Regions from separate parts of the Manis pentadactyla genome. Here region 2 is linked to region 1. A link is a contact called in public Hi-C data. All regions are on one chromosome and are shown on one strand. Each heading gives the region's core, a stretch centred on a gene start, on an enhancer-like site or on the middle of the called end of the contact. The rest is flanking DNA. Distances are from core to core; before and after follow the strand shown. Region 1 holds the start of RNASE13 (ribonuclease A family member 13 (inactive)). Region 2 holds the start of RNASE10 (ribonuclease A family member 10 (inactive)).

Evidence for each region. Hi-C and Micro-C count contacts between places; a contact is called where the count stands out from the background.
Region 2: a contact with region 1 is called in a Hi-C map of blood, with 4 times the contacts expected there. The contact joins the promoter of RNASE10 here to the promoter of RNASE13 in region 1. A contact is called at or near these places in 2 of 3 Hi-C or Micro-C datasets (blood and fibroblasts).

What each region holds. Positions count from the first base shown.
Region 1 is chr11:79,625,165-79,632,947 of mManPen7.hap1, reverse strand. RNASE13 (ribonuclease A family member 13 (inactive)) reads right to left here and starts at 4,339. Exons shown (of 1, transcript XM_036880575.2): 1 at 408-4,339. The coding sequence starts at 1,783. The coding sequence ends at 1,322.
Region 2 is chr11:79,992,345-80,000,127 of mManPen7.hap1, reverse strand. RNASE10 (ribonuclease A family member 10 (inactive)) reads left to right here and starts at 2,656. Exons shown (of 4, transcript XM_036880664.2): 1 at 2,656-2,699; 2 at 2,823-2,896; 3 at 2,899-3,056; 4 at 3,058-3,974. The coding sequence starts at 2,656. The coding sequence ends at 3,465.

The DNA.
Region 1 (7,783 bases), core at 3,090-5,589:
CTTATCTGCCTCCCAAAGGGGGGCAACAATTCATGATTTGACATAGTATGACCCACATACCACCAACTAGACCCTTCCTTGCCCCGCCACCCTCCTCATCTGTTGCAATCCAGGTTTTGTTGGGGGGGAAATAGAAGCCAGCTGGGATGGGCCAAGGATCTACTATGAGTTCGTGCTAGAGCTTGGGGAAAGGGAGAATCCATTTTCAGCACCCAGCCTGGACCTCAACTTTACCCACCATGGTACACATGGAACAGAAGATCCCACTGAACCACCACGGCAGCCCAGGAAGATGGCAGAGGTGGGTGGTCTCCAGGACCCCAAGAGCTCTGGTACATTGAAGAAAAAAATGAAATCAAAACTGACTTAGGTGTGTTTTTTATCTTTTTATTTTGAAATGATTGTAGATTCAAGGGAAGACGCAAAAGTACAGAGAGGCCCTAGGTACACTTTACCTGGTTTCATCTAATGTTTCTATCTTACATAACTCAGATGTGGTTTAAAAAAAAAACCTTCTGTGACTACAGCTAGGTCCCCCACAGCCCTGTGTCCTCATATGCAGATCCTGGAGTTTGGGAGAAGTCAGAAGGAGCTTTGGGAAGGAAAGGGATGCAGGAATCTTGTGGGGATAGGTCACAGAAGTTAACTTGAAACTTCAGTGAACCAAAGTGAGAAGGACAGAAGAGAACTTGGAGAAAGGAAGGCAGAGTGACTAATGGAGGTTGAGAGAGTGGGAGCCAGTGCACAGGGCCCCATGGGAGATGGGGGATGGAGGGAGAAAAAGACAGCTTTCATGAAAAGACAGGAATGATTTCATAGAGGAGCAGCCTGGGAATGGAGCAGGGGTCTGGGGAAGTGAGACAGAGGTGAGTCTGAGGGCCTCGGGGAGGTTCCTGTAGCTGGAGATGCCCGCCATGGGGGTGAGTGAGTGGAGGGAGTCATATGTGAAATGGGGAAGACTGAGAAGAGAATGGTGGTGGGTGTTGAGACATGCAGCTGGGTGCCCGTTGCCATGATGTGTGCTGAGGCTCTGGAACTCCATCCAGGATTCAGGATCCGGCCCTGTGGATGGACAGTCACTGCCAACTGGACAGAATCAGCTTCTTGGGTGGGTGACACTGTCTGGGGGAGAAAAAGGCTGATGGGGGGCAGGAAGTAAAGTAAGAAAGTGCCTAGGAGACAGTATGGTCTGCATAGTCTTTTTTGGGGGACCCTGACTGCCTCTGAAGCCAGGGAGGAAGCCTGGAATTGGAGTTTGGGGACTGGGGACAGCTAGTCTGTGGTGGCAGGAGGGAGTGGTTTGGCCCGAAAGCCTCTTTGCCTAGGAGAGGCCAATGATATCTATCGGCTCAGCATCATACTTTCTGGAACAGAGCAGGTAGAGCCTTTGGTTGGTTAGGGTGCCATTGTAGCAGCAGCTCGTGGGAGGCTGTTTGTGGCTCAGAGAGCAGATCGTGAGGGGGAAGGAGTCCTGGGTGAGTGTACAGTATTCGTTGTAATTCTCACAGAAGCTCTCACTGTATTTGCAGAACTTCAGGACAGCTCTCCAGGCGGCATGTACCACATAGTGGATATTTGGGCAATACAAGTTTTCCCTTCTGCCCCGCACATAGGCCATGAGGCCATTACAGTAGCCCTGGAAACCGTCTGGAAAGTTAACCTTGGGATAGTCGATGTGTAAGTCACGGAAGTTCTTGATGGCAGCCTGCAGCCTGATGTCCATGGCCAGAGCCGGCCCTAGAACAAGCTGCAGGAACAGAAGTCCGGCCACAAGGGGTGCCATTCCTCCTGCAGGTAGAGTTAGGGTGGTTGAAGACAGACGTGGCCCCGGAGGGGCTGGCTGCCCCCACCCAGAGCCTCCAGTGTTCCCCCAGCCTTCCCTGTGTGCCTTCCCCTACACCCTAAGAGCTGCACTGTGCCTCAGAGGTCATCCAGCCTAAGTCCTCATGGCCTAGAGAGAGAAGACTCTTGCCCAAGGTCACCCAGCTGGGCAGCCATCTTTGGCTTCTCCTCCTCCTCCTTTGGCCCACCCCAGGCTCTCGGCCTTACCCAGCCCATGAGCTATAACACTTACAGAACCAGAGGTCCAGTTGGTCCTTGGTGAGAGACTATTCCTGAGTGTCGCTGGCCCAGATCAACCCTCTGGTGAAAACACAAAGTGGACAGAAGGGACAGGCTGATCTCCAACCCTCTGACTGCTCCAGAGGAAAGACTAGTGCGCAGACCAGGTGGGCAGGGGCAGGATTCTTCCTGCCTGAGGCCAAGGACAGCTCAGAGGTGAGAAGGGGCTAGAAAGGTTTCTGGATAGAGGGAGTCTGAGAGGAGGGAGTGTCCCCTGAGCTCGAGGAGCCCCTGTGCTGAGGGGGTTGGATGGGTGGGAGGAAAAAGGCCTTGTTTTGTGGTTCCCTCCTCTCTGGTGTCATCAGGACACTGAGTTCCAGCCTCCTGCAACAAGTCTCTGAGTCCTGGGGCTGTCTTTGATGTTTTCTCTGGTGCACAGGTCCTGCTCCCACGGAAAGGCAAGAAGGAAACACACTATCACGTTTCTGAGGAACAAAATGCTTTGTTAGCAATGACTGTCCTGGGCAGTCATTTCTGGTTGTCAAAACTGGAAGGTGCTACTGGCATCTAGGGGGTAGAGGCCAGGAATGCTGCTAAACATTGGACATGGCCCCAAGTCTTTGTTCTGAGGAAGCCTACAACTTTGCGGTCCCCACCTCAAAGCAGGTCACCTCTTCCCTATTTGCTTAAGGCTACAGCTTCCTTGAGAAGAAGGGGCTTTTCATGTTTCTCAGTCTCCTTCATTCACTACCCACTCACCCCCACTCACGCTTGCACACAGATTGCAGAAATGGAGCAGCACATTGTAGAGGAAGGAGTCAGGACTTAATATCAGATAACCTACTGAGTTTGTTTCCTTTTCTATAAAATGGGATTAATGCCTTCTTTACCTCATGAAACTGCAAGAATAAAATGAGATGGTCAGCATGAAAGTGCCTTTTAACCTTTAAACTATATAAATGGGTAACTGGGTATGGGAAGTGACCTCCAATCCCTGCTCTGCCAATCTAGAGTCCCCTCTAACACCTGACTTAAAATCCATCTTCACAAAGCCCCTGTGTGATGGGCCCAAACTGCAGTCCTACTGCTCTGGCCTGTGAAGTCCCACCCCAGAGGTACTGGTCCACAGGGCTGCTTTTTCTGTTCTGACATCCTTGTCATGGTTTCATTGTTCCCCAAGCCTAAGATCTGCAGGATTGTTACTCCATTACTCTGAACTCTACATCCTCAAGAATCACCCTAGTGATGAAGAGACTAAGGTGTGGAGAGGAAAGTAGGTTGCTCAAGGCCACAGTCCAATCAGTGTTTCGTAGCCAGGAGGCAGTTTTGTCCTGGGCAGTCATTTCTGGTTGTCATAACTGGGAGGTGCTACTGGCATCTAGGGGGTAGAGGCCAGGAATGCTGCTAAACATTGGACATGGCCCCAAATGGCTCCCACAATGAAGAATTATCTAGACCAGAATGTAGATAGTACTGATCTTGAGAAATTCTGTTCTTATGAATTCGATTTCCTAACAAGGGCAGACTTCCTTACACTTTATAAATTGAAAAGGGTTGGCAAATATCTAGGACTAATAAATATATTTGTCAGATTTTGTTTGTAAGGGTGCTAGTTTTTGTTTTGTTTTGTTTTGTTTTTTTACCAGCAAAAGGAGTTCTGATAGTTCACCTTTGAAACAATCTTGATTCATTTTTCCTGTGAAGGCTACCCTCTGCATATAGTCATCTACACATTCTCTCCCTGCTCCCTCCCCAAGTGGTGAGCATTTCAAGAACAACTGGCTAGACTGGCAGGTGCATAGGACTCCCCAGTGATTGAGGGGAACCCCAAGATTTTGCCCAGAGTGAGCTCACCGTAATTCAGTGGTGTCACTTTTTTGCCCTGTCCAGCTCAAATTGCTCAAACAGCAGACCTGTGTCGTTGACAGTTTCTGAGTTGTCCTTCAGCCATCTCAACCTTCTTGTCACAGCTTTGCCTCAACCTCTGGGTTGAAGTCCAGGAGCTGCACTGTCAGGCCCTTGATCTGCTAACCCATGCTGTGGGCTGGTGGTGATCTCACCTAGGACTGGGATGATTCAGGGGCAAAGTGACTGCTTTCCACCCCAGGAGGCCAGAGGTCAAAGTCACTTATATGCAAGGCACAATGCTCTATCCTGAGGAAGGTGCAAAAGATGGGTGATGATGGTTCTTGTCTTCTGAAAGTAACAATAAATACATGTAGACAATAATAATAAATAAATAACAGTTAAGAGTTAAGTGGAGATCAGGAGGATTATGAAAGGTATGTTTTGAGAAAAATCAGCCTGGCTAGGGTTGAGGAACTCAGTGAGAGAAAAGTCAGAGGTAAAGTTGGAAAGACAGGTTTGTCAAATTGTGTCAGACTTTGAAGAGCAGGCTGGGGGATTTTTCTTTTGTTCTGTAGACACATGGGGGAGCTGACAGTGGCCTGTGAGAGTGAGTGGCTTGGTGAGGCCTCCCAACCCCAGTCAGGTCCCGCTTCCTACATCCTGGCTTGTCTAGAAGCATTGGTCTGGGAGCCAAGGATTCCAGCCTTCTATCAGGACTGCCTCCTCCAGACCCACAGCTGTTCCTCAGGAAAGGTCATGAGGATACAGAGACCTAAAGCAAGTCCCACGTTTGACCCCAACGTGCTGTTTGTTTTACTGTCCCCATCTACAAAAATGAGCCATTACCTTTATTTATCCTAGAAGCAACAAAATGAGCATCACAGAACTTGGATTTGCTCCTGCTTGGAGGGAAACCCTCATGGGATCTCCATTAGTATCCAGAGGCTATGTGGATCTCCAGAAGAGAGAGAGGCTGGACTCTGAAAGGTGGGCTCCAATCCAGGCGGTCCCTCCTCCCTCCCAGCCGCCTCCCCATTCCTGCCCAGGCTAGAGGAAGTAGCAGCTGTCGTCCTGTGGGGAAGACAGGCAGAAGTCCACCTGGCACTGCTGGGATTTTCACAGCACCCACCCAATGACTTTAAACACACACACACAAAGCAGTGGCCTGGGGAGCAGTTCAGCCAAGAGCAGTGAATCTGGGATAGAATGAGAAAGAGGCTGTGGTAAGCTGCTTCCTCTCCCTGGATAGAAGCGGCCTGTGTGAGGGGCCTTCTTCCATCCCACCTTCTCTCCCACCATTTTGTCTTCTGCTCTCCCTTCTCAAATTGTCCTCTTCTCCCTTCTGCCAGACTCTCTGACCAGTCCTTGGCCTGATGCCTGATTCCTTTGTTCTCCCTAACCTAGTTCCCTTCCCCTTCCTCCATCTCTTCCTCTTGTCCCAGGCATGAAGTACAGGGAAAGTGGAAAAATCATCCTATTGAATGCAAAGTGAAGCAGATCTTGGAAACTGGATGGTTTAAGCAAAGAAAATCACCTGCCTTATCCAAATGATCGAGGCAAAGTAAGGGTTTCTGCTTGAAATGTCCGATGGTAGGTTCAACTCTTCAGTTTTTGTGTGCACACCTCAACCTTTACTCTCTCTTCCTTTACTTTTCACTCAACTTTTACTCTCCTTTGACCTGAGACAGTGGGACTGTGTTTTGCTCTCACCCCGCGCTAAAGCAGCCTTCTAGAGAAACCAGCATAATGGAGCTGAAGAGCAAACCGGGATAATTATTATGACAGGAAAACACAAGAGCAGAGGGTAGCACAAGTCGTGATTTGGAAGCATCTCACTCCAGAATAATGAGAAGTGAAAAGGAGTCCAGGCAAGGAATTCAGATGAGCTCTTAACCCTGGACTGGCCTGTGCTGATCCACTTGCCATTCAGAGGCTGCTTTAAACTATTGATTTTATCTCCAAACATTTGCATATCTACAGCAGTAGAGACATAATTCTCTGTCCAGAAGTTCAAACTGCAAAGATTCAGGCACCTTAATAAAGCAGCGCATCTGTTCCCATGGCCAAGGCCCCACTGAGGGCAAACTGCCCAGGAGCCAGAGGCCTGCATGGACTCGCTCCTGGTCCTCTGTTGCCATCTAGTGGTGATTCCTACCTTTAACACCACATTTTTGGAAGAGCCTGCATCCTGATCCACAGCTGTGTTCTCCATCTACTAAAAGGAACTCCCACCGGCCCCAAAACAAATACCGCATCCTCCTTACTAAAGATCTTAACTTCCAAACCAGAACACGAGCCTTATGATTGAGATGGTGGACATAGCCTCTCTATAGTTGCAGTCCACACAACAGCCCCATGATCTGGAAATAGACCTTTTACTTCTCTGCTTAGAACGCTCCCAGGGCTCTCCACTGCATGCCAAGCAAGTTGCAGTCCTTCTAATGGTCCCTAAGGCATTCCATGACCTGGCCTCTGGTCCCTCCCTGACCCCATCATTCGTCTGCTCCAGCCACAATGGACTTCTTGCTGTTCCTCTAATACCCAGGCATCCATGCACTATTGTTCTCTCTACTTGGACCATTCTTCTCCAGACAAGTGTAAGTTCATTCTTTCATCTTCAAGTCTTTATCCCAGAATCACCTACTTCAATGACTCTATTTAAAAATCACGTTTACCAACTTCCATCTTGTTCCACATTTTTCCTTAGCAATTATCATTTCGAGCAATTATATGTTAATTTTTTTACTCTCCTCCCCCCAATGGAATGTAAGCTCCAAAGGTAAGGAATTTTGTCTCTTTCACTCACTAACGTGTCCCAAGCACTTGGCACATAGTAAGTGCTCAATAATATTTTTGGCCTACGTGAATGAACCTGAATCCAATATTCTGAGATCACCTACTGATTACAGGTGAATACTGAAAACAAAAATGCTGTTCATCTCAGTTTCCGGGTCTCCAACCTACAGCAATACTTCTCTGCCTCAGCATCTTGGTCCTTCTCAGCACCATATGCCAAGCTCTCTGGCGCCCCCAGAGCAGTCCTGGCTCAGGCTGTCCACACAGCAGTAACTGCCACCAGAAAAAGGCATACAAGGCAAAGGAAAGCCTGATGCAGGATGTTGACCAACATCACCACCAATGACATTTTCCAAACTGAAAAATATTTACGTTTTGGAAATTTCAATAAAGTAGGGAGGCAAAGAGTGATGGCTGAGAGGCACTGGGTGCTTTCTCCAGGTAAAGTCAGGTGGTCTTGCTCAGTGCCTGGAACTGGAGGGGCCCAATTCAGCTATTCTACAGTGAATCATTATAGAATAACTGAATTGGGGTGCTGTGCATGATGACTGATGATTCATCTACTTCCCTGTCTCCTCTGTCTCCTCCAAAAGATGAGCAGTAAGTCCTGCTCACAAGAGACCATACAAAGCAACTTTCTAGGCTATTCTGTCTGTATCTCAGGTCAGAGAAAAAGCATTCCTTACCACAATGACTGGTTCTTCCCAGAATCATGAACCAGAGGTGTGTGTAGGAGAAGATACATAACAACTCTTCTTGAAATTCATTTGAGTCGACACCTGGGTCAGTGCTTTATTAGACTCATCACAACCATGTGACCAGGGGCCAAATCGAATCTTTGAGTGTGAGGATGCCAGCTTCCCCCTGCTGAACATAAACAGGCAGGTACCCTTAGCTCCATAGGCATCCACTCATGGGACATGTAAATGGTGGCTGGGCATTTCCTGACCCAGGACCACCCCCCTGCCCACTCACACAGAGAAGCGGCACAGTCCAGCTGTTATCAGGGGGTGTCAGGGGGTGAGGAGAGCCCTCAGAGCTTGGAGGCCTGGTGGCCAGGGCCCAGTGCCTGAGCAGG
Region 2 (7,783 bases), core at 1,407-3,906, 370 kb before region 1:
TGTAACAGCGATAACAGTACCAACAATAGTGAATGCGCTTACTGTCTTACATGCTGTGTTGTATATAATATTCACAACATCCCTATGAAATAAAAGCTGCTATTATTCTAATTTAGGAGAGAAGAAAACTGTAGCCTAGAAAAGGAAAAAAACAAAACCTGTCTGTCTAAATACTTGGATGACAGTTAGTTCTTACTGCATGTTTAATCAAATGTTAATTTTAAACAATCCCTAACAGTAGCTAGAACACCCCAATTATAAAGAAACAGATGATGCATGTCGTTGAATATATTATCCCAGATGACTCTAGATAGCTACTGGGTTCTGGAAAGGATTCTTTATTCCTTCTGCATGTTGCAGAGATACCTCACCAGAACACATGGGCAGAGTGGACACCTGAGAGGGATGGCATGAGCAAATCGTGAGGGTGAAATGCAGTGAATGCCTAGCATTAAGTAAGTGCTCAATATTGGTTAGTTGTTATTCTTATTATTGTAAATTATCAATATCAGCCCTGCAAAAGATGAGCCTGACAGAATGCAGATCACAGAAGCAACTCCCAGACCACCATTTGAAAACTCCTGCTTGAATGACAAGGCAAAATATCCTCCAAAAAGTCTTGATCATGTCTAGAGAGGGTTTTTATAGTGCTTTAATAATCTCCAGAGTGCTCTTAAAAATTTTATCTCATGATGTTGCTTTTAGCTAAAGATAAGTGAATAGAATCAACATTATAACCCTCCTGGTTTTACTTCCCCAGGCTGTAGGGATTGGGAGTGATAATGCTGCTCTGGAAAAGGTTTTATCTACAGCTAAATAATCAGGCTTGTAAAATCTGAATATTCTCATGGAATACAGTTACTGTCTGGGGGTGGGAAAGAGGAAATAGAGAGTGGAAGTCTGGAATAGCCTTCAGAGGAAAAGATAGGTGAACATTTGTAATTGCCAAATACTCTGGATCTTCCAGTGAAGTCATGATACGTGATTCTAAAATGTGAAAAGCAAAATAACTATGTTGGAGAGATGACCCAAATAAAGGCCAAAGATTTTGACATTCCAGAAATGGCAGGAAAGTGTTAAAGGAAGGACAGTTGGAGAACAGAAGGAAATGACTTAGTTTAAAATTTAAGGCAAGGTCAAGCTGCTGTAAACTGCAGGATAGTGGGTGTAACTCAAGTGGAAAAACTGTCAAGACAAAACTGCCGCTTCACAGGGTGGAGACATTTCCTGTGCTGGGTGTCTGGATCTGCCCCAATGCTCATATAGCCTTCCTTCAAAGTGTTTGTGGGAACATAGTGGGGCACTGGCTGAGTGATTTTATTCAGTGCTGTTTTGGGGAGTGCGGGGGTGGTGCGTGGGCTTAGGGAGGAAGTTTGGGTTTAAAAACACATGATCCACTGGGAGATACCCATTTTTCTGCAGACCAGCTTCCTGGGTATTACACAGAGAGAAGGAAACCCTGGGAGGGAAGAACCTGGGGAACAGAAGGACACAAGAATCTTTGAAGCTACTTAGGTGTGTAGGTAGGTCACAGTGGAGTTGGGTGTCACCGTGAATAACTGGGAAGTTCTTTTTCTTCTAAAAATTAAAAAAACTTTTTTGAAATATTCTCAACTTTAAGGAAAAGTACATGAAAACAATATGGAACTCCTGGATACCCTTTATCCAGATACACAATTTTGAAAAACCTTTCCCCTCATTTAAAAACTAATTTTCTTTCTTTGTCTATAAACACACACGTACACACATACATACATCTATATTTTGAACCATTTGAGAACAGGTCGCATACATCATACTCCTTTGCTCCTTTATATTTCAGGGTTCGTTTTCTAAGAACAAAGATATTATCTGAAATGATCACAGTACAAATTTTGAATTCAGTTTATCAAACAATGATATAATACTCCTATCTTCTCCATAGAATATATTCTAATTTTATCAATTGTCTAATAATGTTCTTAAGAAATTTTTTTTTCCTGGCAGAGAAGGTCTCTCCCTGATAGGGGGAGTAGACTGGCCTAGCAGCACAAAGATGCAGGGTACTTCTCTCAGCTCTCATGAGGATCCTTATTAGTAGGGGAACCCCAGGAGGTCAGTTGTTTGGTTTCATTCTTCTTTCATTATTTCCTTAATAGTATAAAACTAACCAGCAGGAGACACCCAAGTGCTAAGAGATCTTTAGTAGCAGAAGGGATTGGCACAACAAGATGTAGTCTGAGCAGGGCCCTGATGTGTGAGACCCGGCAGTCGCTCTCACCTGGCCTTAGCATTGTAAAACTTTTTTTCTTCCAGCTGATCATTTTTGGGAAGGTTGGGTGGCAAGGAGAATAAGAGATACTTGAATCAGCAAAAATAAATTTGGGATAAAAGTAGAGAGCTGGTCTCCTGCAATAATTCTAGGCCTTTGCTGGGAACAAGGATCTAAGAATGTCTTTCTTGGAAAGCATGATACTGTGCTTACTGTCTTCTCAACCTTTCTCTTGGGTTATTTGCCACTAATTTTGATTTAAGAGTCAATTGATGACATCTTTGCCCACTGATTCACCATATGTGAACTAATTTCAGAGCTGCTTCCCCTGGCCATCTTTTTGTTTGTAAGAACCACACATTATTACACAACAACAGGGACTGTGGTGGGGAGGGACAGGAGCGATGGGAAAAGACTGGGGAAGGACCTCTGCCTTGGTGGGGATAGGGTGAGTGAAGAGAAAGGAGACCCCACAGGCTATCCTGTCAGGGGTTAGGGGCCTAGGGTCTCTACTGGAGCTGGGTTTCATCGCAGAGTCCGCCCTCTGTTCCCCTCCCCCTGGTGAAACAAGGCTGACTCTGGTGCAGATCTGCTTCATGATGGTGCTGCTGATGCTGAGCCTCAGGCCGGGCCTAGGATTGGGCCTTCACTTGCCGCAGCTGTCCTGGAGGGTAACGATGAGCTGCTGAATGAATTTTGGTCCAGTGACTCACACGACGAGGCCAAGGCCACTAAGGAGGGAGCGGGCACCCGAACCACAGAAACCTTGCTGTTTAGCAACAAAGGAGTGGTGCCACCTGGCTGGCCAGAAGACAGTCCTCAGCGAAGATGAAGTTGGAGGGAACAAGATGCTCAGAACTGAGGCTCTCTTTCAGAGCAAAAAAGACTATCTTAGGCTTCACCTGATGGCCAGGGAATGCAACACCCTGATGGCCCCCAAGATGAAGGAGCACAACCGCATGCGCATAACTGAGTACACGTTCATCCATGAGGATCTAAATACTGTCAGAAATGTCTGTAACAGTCCTACTGTTGCCTGTGAGCTCAAGGGAGGCAAATGTCACAAAATCACCAGTCCTTTTGATTTGACATTCTGCAAGTTATCCAGATCAGGCCAAGTCACTCCTCACTGCAATTATGTCTCTTTAATTTTTGAAAAGTTCATTATCATATCCTGTAGTGACATGAAGGTACAGTTAATATCTGGACAATGAAGCAACTTCTCCTCTTCCTCTTCCATTCCCCTTCCTCTTTCTCAGGCTGTTTTCTGCCTCTTAGGTATTCTGCAACAAAGATTCTGGGAGGAGAGCTGGCCTATTTCTTTATCAGCTCCTCTGAAAATATAATTCTTCTTTGCCCTAGCATTGGCTCAACTTGCATTTTGTTCCTGGGGTTAGAGGGCCGACTAGGGTAATGATGTATAGTCTCTCTAGGGTCTAGGTCTCTCAGATCCTATCTCCTGCCCTGGAAAGAGGTTAGCAAAAATTTGCTCTCATCTCTTCTGTGATTCCAGTCATCTGTCAATTCCCCAGTCTGTTGGGTGTTGACTGCAGGGTTTAATGGATCCTCTACCCAGGCTCTTCCCTGCCTCCCACCCTGAGCTTCTAGGTCAGTCACGTAAGCCTCCTGGGCTTCCCACACAGCACTTCTCTGCGGAGAAGGGAATGGATCTACTTGGGGAGGAGAAACACTATGGGGTTTAATAAATAAAGGAGTTAAGTGGCTGCCCACAGTCTATTTCCTCTGAATTAATTTCCATTAAGAAATAGTGTGGTTAGACATTGCATGGACACAGGAGGGAATCCAAGAAAATAGCTATAAGGATTTGCTGTGTAACTTGATTTTGAGATTTCTTCCCCCTCGGCTTTTTCCTTTGAGTCACCTTCTTAGATGGTAACACACTCACAAGTCAGGGATATCCGTGAATGCGAGACTGGAGGGAAGAAAAGGGTCAGCTTACTCTGACCTGGGCTTTACTTTCCTGTTTTTCCCTCATGCTTCCTGTTCACTTAACTGTGTTAAATGTGTTGCCTCTAGACCCCCCTGGCTCAATATGTCCCTTTTCACCTCTGACTCCCCTCTCCTGGCAATGACCTCACAGAAACAGCATGTAGGGCTGCATCTGCAGGGGCCCCAACGTTTCAGAGAGGGTGGAGGAGTGGCAGGAAGCAAGGACCTGGCCAGGGTGGAACCTACCTCTTCCTGATGGGGAAGCCCTTTCAGAGAAAACAGACAAAAAAATTGTCTCAGGTGAGGGAGAAAATGAGAAGTGAGGTGGGGGGAGAGGAAAGAAGAGCGGATATGGGAGAGAAAATTGGCCATGTGAGGAATTTTCCCACTAGGTGAACTGAAGGCATTTAGGAATGTGGAAGGGTTACAAGACTGACTTCTTCCTGACGGAAGCCAAGGGATCCACTGGATAGGATGAATAAATAAGAGACCAGAATTAGCAAGGAATTGAAGCCTGTATGTTCTCATTCACAGATGAGACTACGTCCTCTTACAGTTTCCCATCAGCTTGTTTCCTTAAGGTTCCCACACTGAACTCCTATCTCCCCCTGCCAGTCTCCATTTTGGACAGTCTCAGCGGTCAGGCTGTTATCTCATGGTTGACACTATCTCAGGAAGACAACTTATAAAACTCTGAGGGTTCCTAGTGGCTCAAGCAGAACACAGCTTCCATGGCTGATATAACATGGTGAATTGACGTTGTGGACGTCTCATTCACTAGGGACGGGACATTAACTCATGATAGCTCAAATGCTGCTTCACTCAAAACTTCCACCAAGTTTTCCACCTCCAACTTAGCGCCCTTTCTGCACTTGAGTGCATATGTGTTAGCCCCTGTAACCTGTCCTCAGTATATGCACTGTTCCTAAAACCTCAAAGTTCTGAACTCAAAATGCTCTTTCAAAATGGCACCCAAACTCATTTAGATGCAAAATCTATTTGTTATCTTTTTTTATGCTTCATGACCATCACACATTTCACTGAGGAAATACCATTTGTACTGTCTCAGACAGACTCATCTAGGGGTGTTTTAAGTAACAGACACATACACTCACACAATATTGCTTTTTAAAATCTGAAATATTCCAAGTTTCAAAATGCATTGGCTTTATAAGTTTCAAGTAATGGATTTTGGACCTATATATACTATTTAATTAGCAGCCCTTAATTAATTTGAATATACCATTGGGCCATAAACATCTTTGTGGAAGCACCTATCAGTTTCTTCTAAATTCTTCATCAATGCATTTACTGATCAGTGATTACCTGTTTATTGATTATCCAGTACTTCCTCAGAAGTTACAAAAATTGTATGAAACAGAATCATTTAAGAGGAGCAAGTTTTCTGACTTCTATCAAAAACTGCACAAATAAAAATTGCTGAGCAGACTAATTCATGTTTCAGAGGGCTCAGTAAATTATTTTCTTTTCAAGACAAGCAGGATGGATATAGGATATAGCTATCACTACATGCTAGGTGCTCTACCTGATGCTGCCACGTGTTTTGGTTTATGTAATCCCTGTAAGGAGGTTATTAGCTCCTATGGAATGATAAGTAACAGGCTCAGAGAAGCCAAGTTTGCCTTGACCAAGATCACCCAGTGCCTAAGTGGCTAATCCCTAATTCAAATGGAACCGGCCTGCCCCCCTCTCTTTGTGCTATTCCCCATTTGAGGCACTATTCAGTTTGCTCACCTGGACCTAAAATGGTGAGATTCAACTCGAAGTAAAGTTTAGGGCCTGGATTCTTAGTCTTTGCATCAGTCAAAAAGCATTTATTATGCTAAGCACATATGTAAAAGGAACTATAGGAAAATGTGAGAGAACAAGAGAAAGAGAGAGAGAGAGCATGTGAGGGTAAGAGTATGCAAGACAGAACCTCTGGGTTTTGAGTTTTTCTCTTGGGATGTGAGCATAGGGTCAGAGTACGTCTTTAAAGGCCCAACATTCTAGATGATTATGGACATACCCAAAATATTTAAAACAACAACAACCACCCAACTAAATCATAGTATATGTGTAAGAAAACTCAGTTTCCAACAAAGTTTGGATTTTTAACAGGATCACTACTTTAATCCTTTTGAATATATGAAATACAGTTTCTTTTCAAAATCTGTCTCCTCACAAACAATAGTGTCACTCTCATTCTCGATCTCCTCTGGCCCTTGCTTTGCCAGCACCTGTTGGGTAACGTAGCGCTGAACGTAGTACGGTGACTAGACAGGAGAAACCAAGGCCCAAAAAATGACTCCCTTACCATTTACAAGGCACTCAAATATTGTCTTTACAACTTTATACAAGTTTTTCTTAGCCTTGGGGGACTCTGATTACAATCACCTTGGGGTATTTTAAAAATACAATAAATATAATCCCAGCATCCTTGGTCCAGCAAGATTGATTTAACAGGTAGAGTCTAGGCATCTTGGGGTTTCCATTACTATCCCCCCATGGCAGTTTTTCTGTGAATCAGTGTTTCAAAGATTGTTAACAGAGACATCGAAATGACTTCGGAAATGCTGGGCTAAACAGAGTTAAAGTAGATTTCTTTTATTCAGATCTTATAAACTTTAATATTAATATGCGTGCAAATCAATAAAAAGCAGGGATCATATTCAGCATTTCTGAATTTATTTCACCATGAAATTCCTCGACTATCTCTTTAATCATTTAATAACATTTTCTAGAACTGGTATTTCTGGTTGGGAAAAGTTGCTCTAGGCTTTTCTAAACCCTTCACCTGGCTTTGCTTATCTAATATAGTTATCATAGAGCCTGCCTTAAAGACTAGCATCTAGGTAAGATATTAAGTTGACTTCCAGCAATAAATAAGTTGCACAGATTCTGTTCCTTAAAACAAGTTCTTCAGAGAGAACTTATTAGATCAGAGTATAAATAATCTTAAAGCTTTAAGTACCTATTTATTTCCTCTCAGTAAAGTTGTACTTACTCTCCTACCACCAGTATACAGCATGGACCTGGGCCACTATATCCTTTGCATAATTTGGTGTTATGTTTAATTTTAATCTCTGACAGTTTGACAGACAAAATATAGCATTTAATTATTATTTAACTTTGCATACCTTTTATTGGGCAGGCCATTTCTAAACCAATTCTCAGTGACTCAGTGTCTCCCCTAACCAAAGATTCTCTCCACTTGCTGATACAAATCCTCATGAATTCGTTCACTGTGCACACACTCTTTGAGTCCCTATCTTGCAAGATGAGGGTAGTAACTTCCTTTGTCTTCCCTTCATTCTCTCTTCTCTCTCCCAACTTCAATCACATGTACTCTTTAAATTTGAGTGGATTATTCATGGTGGCCGCATAGTCATGTATTCAGTATGTTGAATCCAGGTTCACTTAAGAATATTTCCAGAGAAGACGTGTGGGGAAAATGTACGTTTTCGAACAGCATTCCCATCTGACCTTGACAGTGCCCACTGTATATACATATAAGAGCCTGGTTGCACTTTAGTGTGCTGTTTACTAGCAGCAGAGCTGCAGGTCAGTCACTGCATCGCT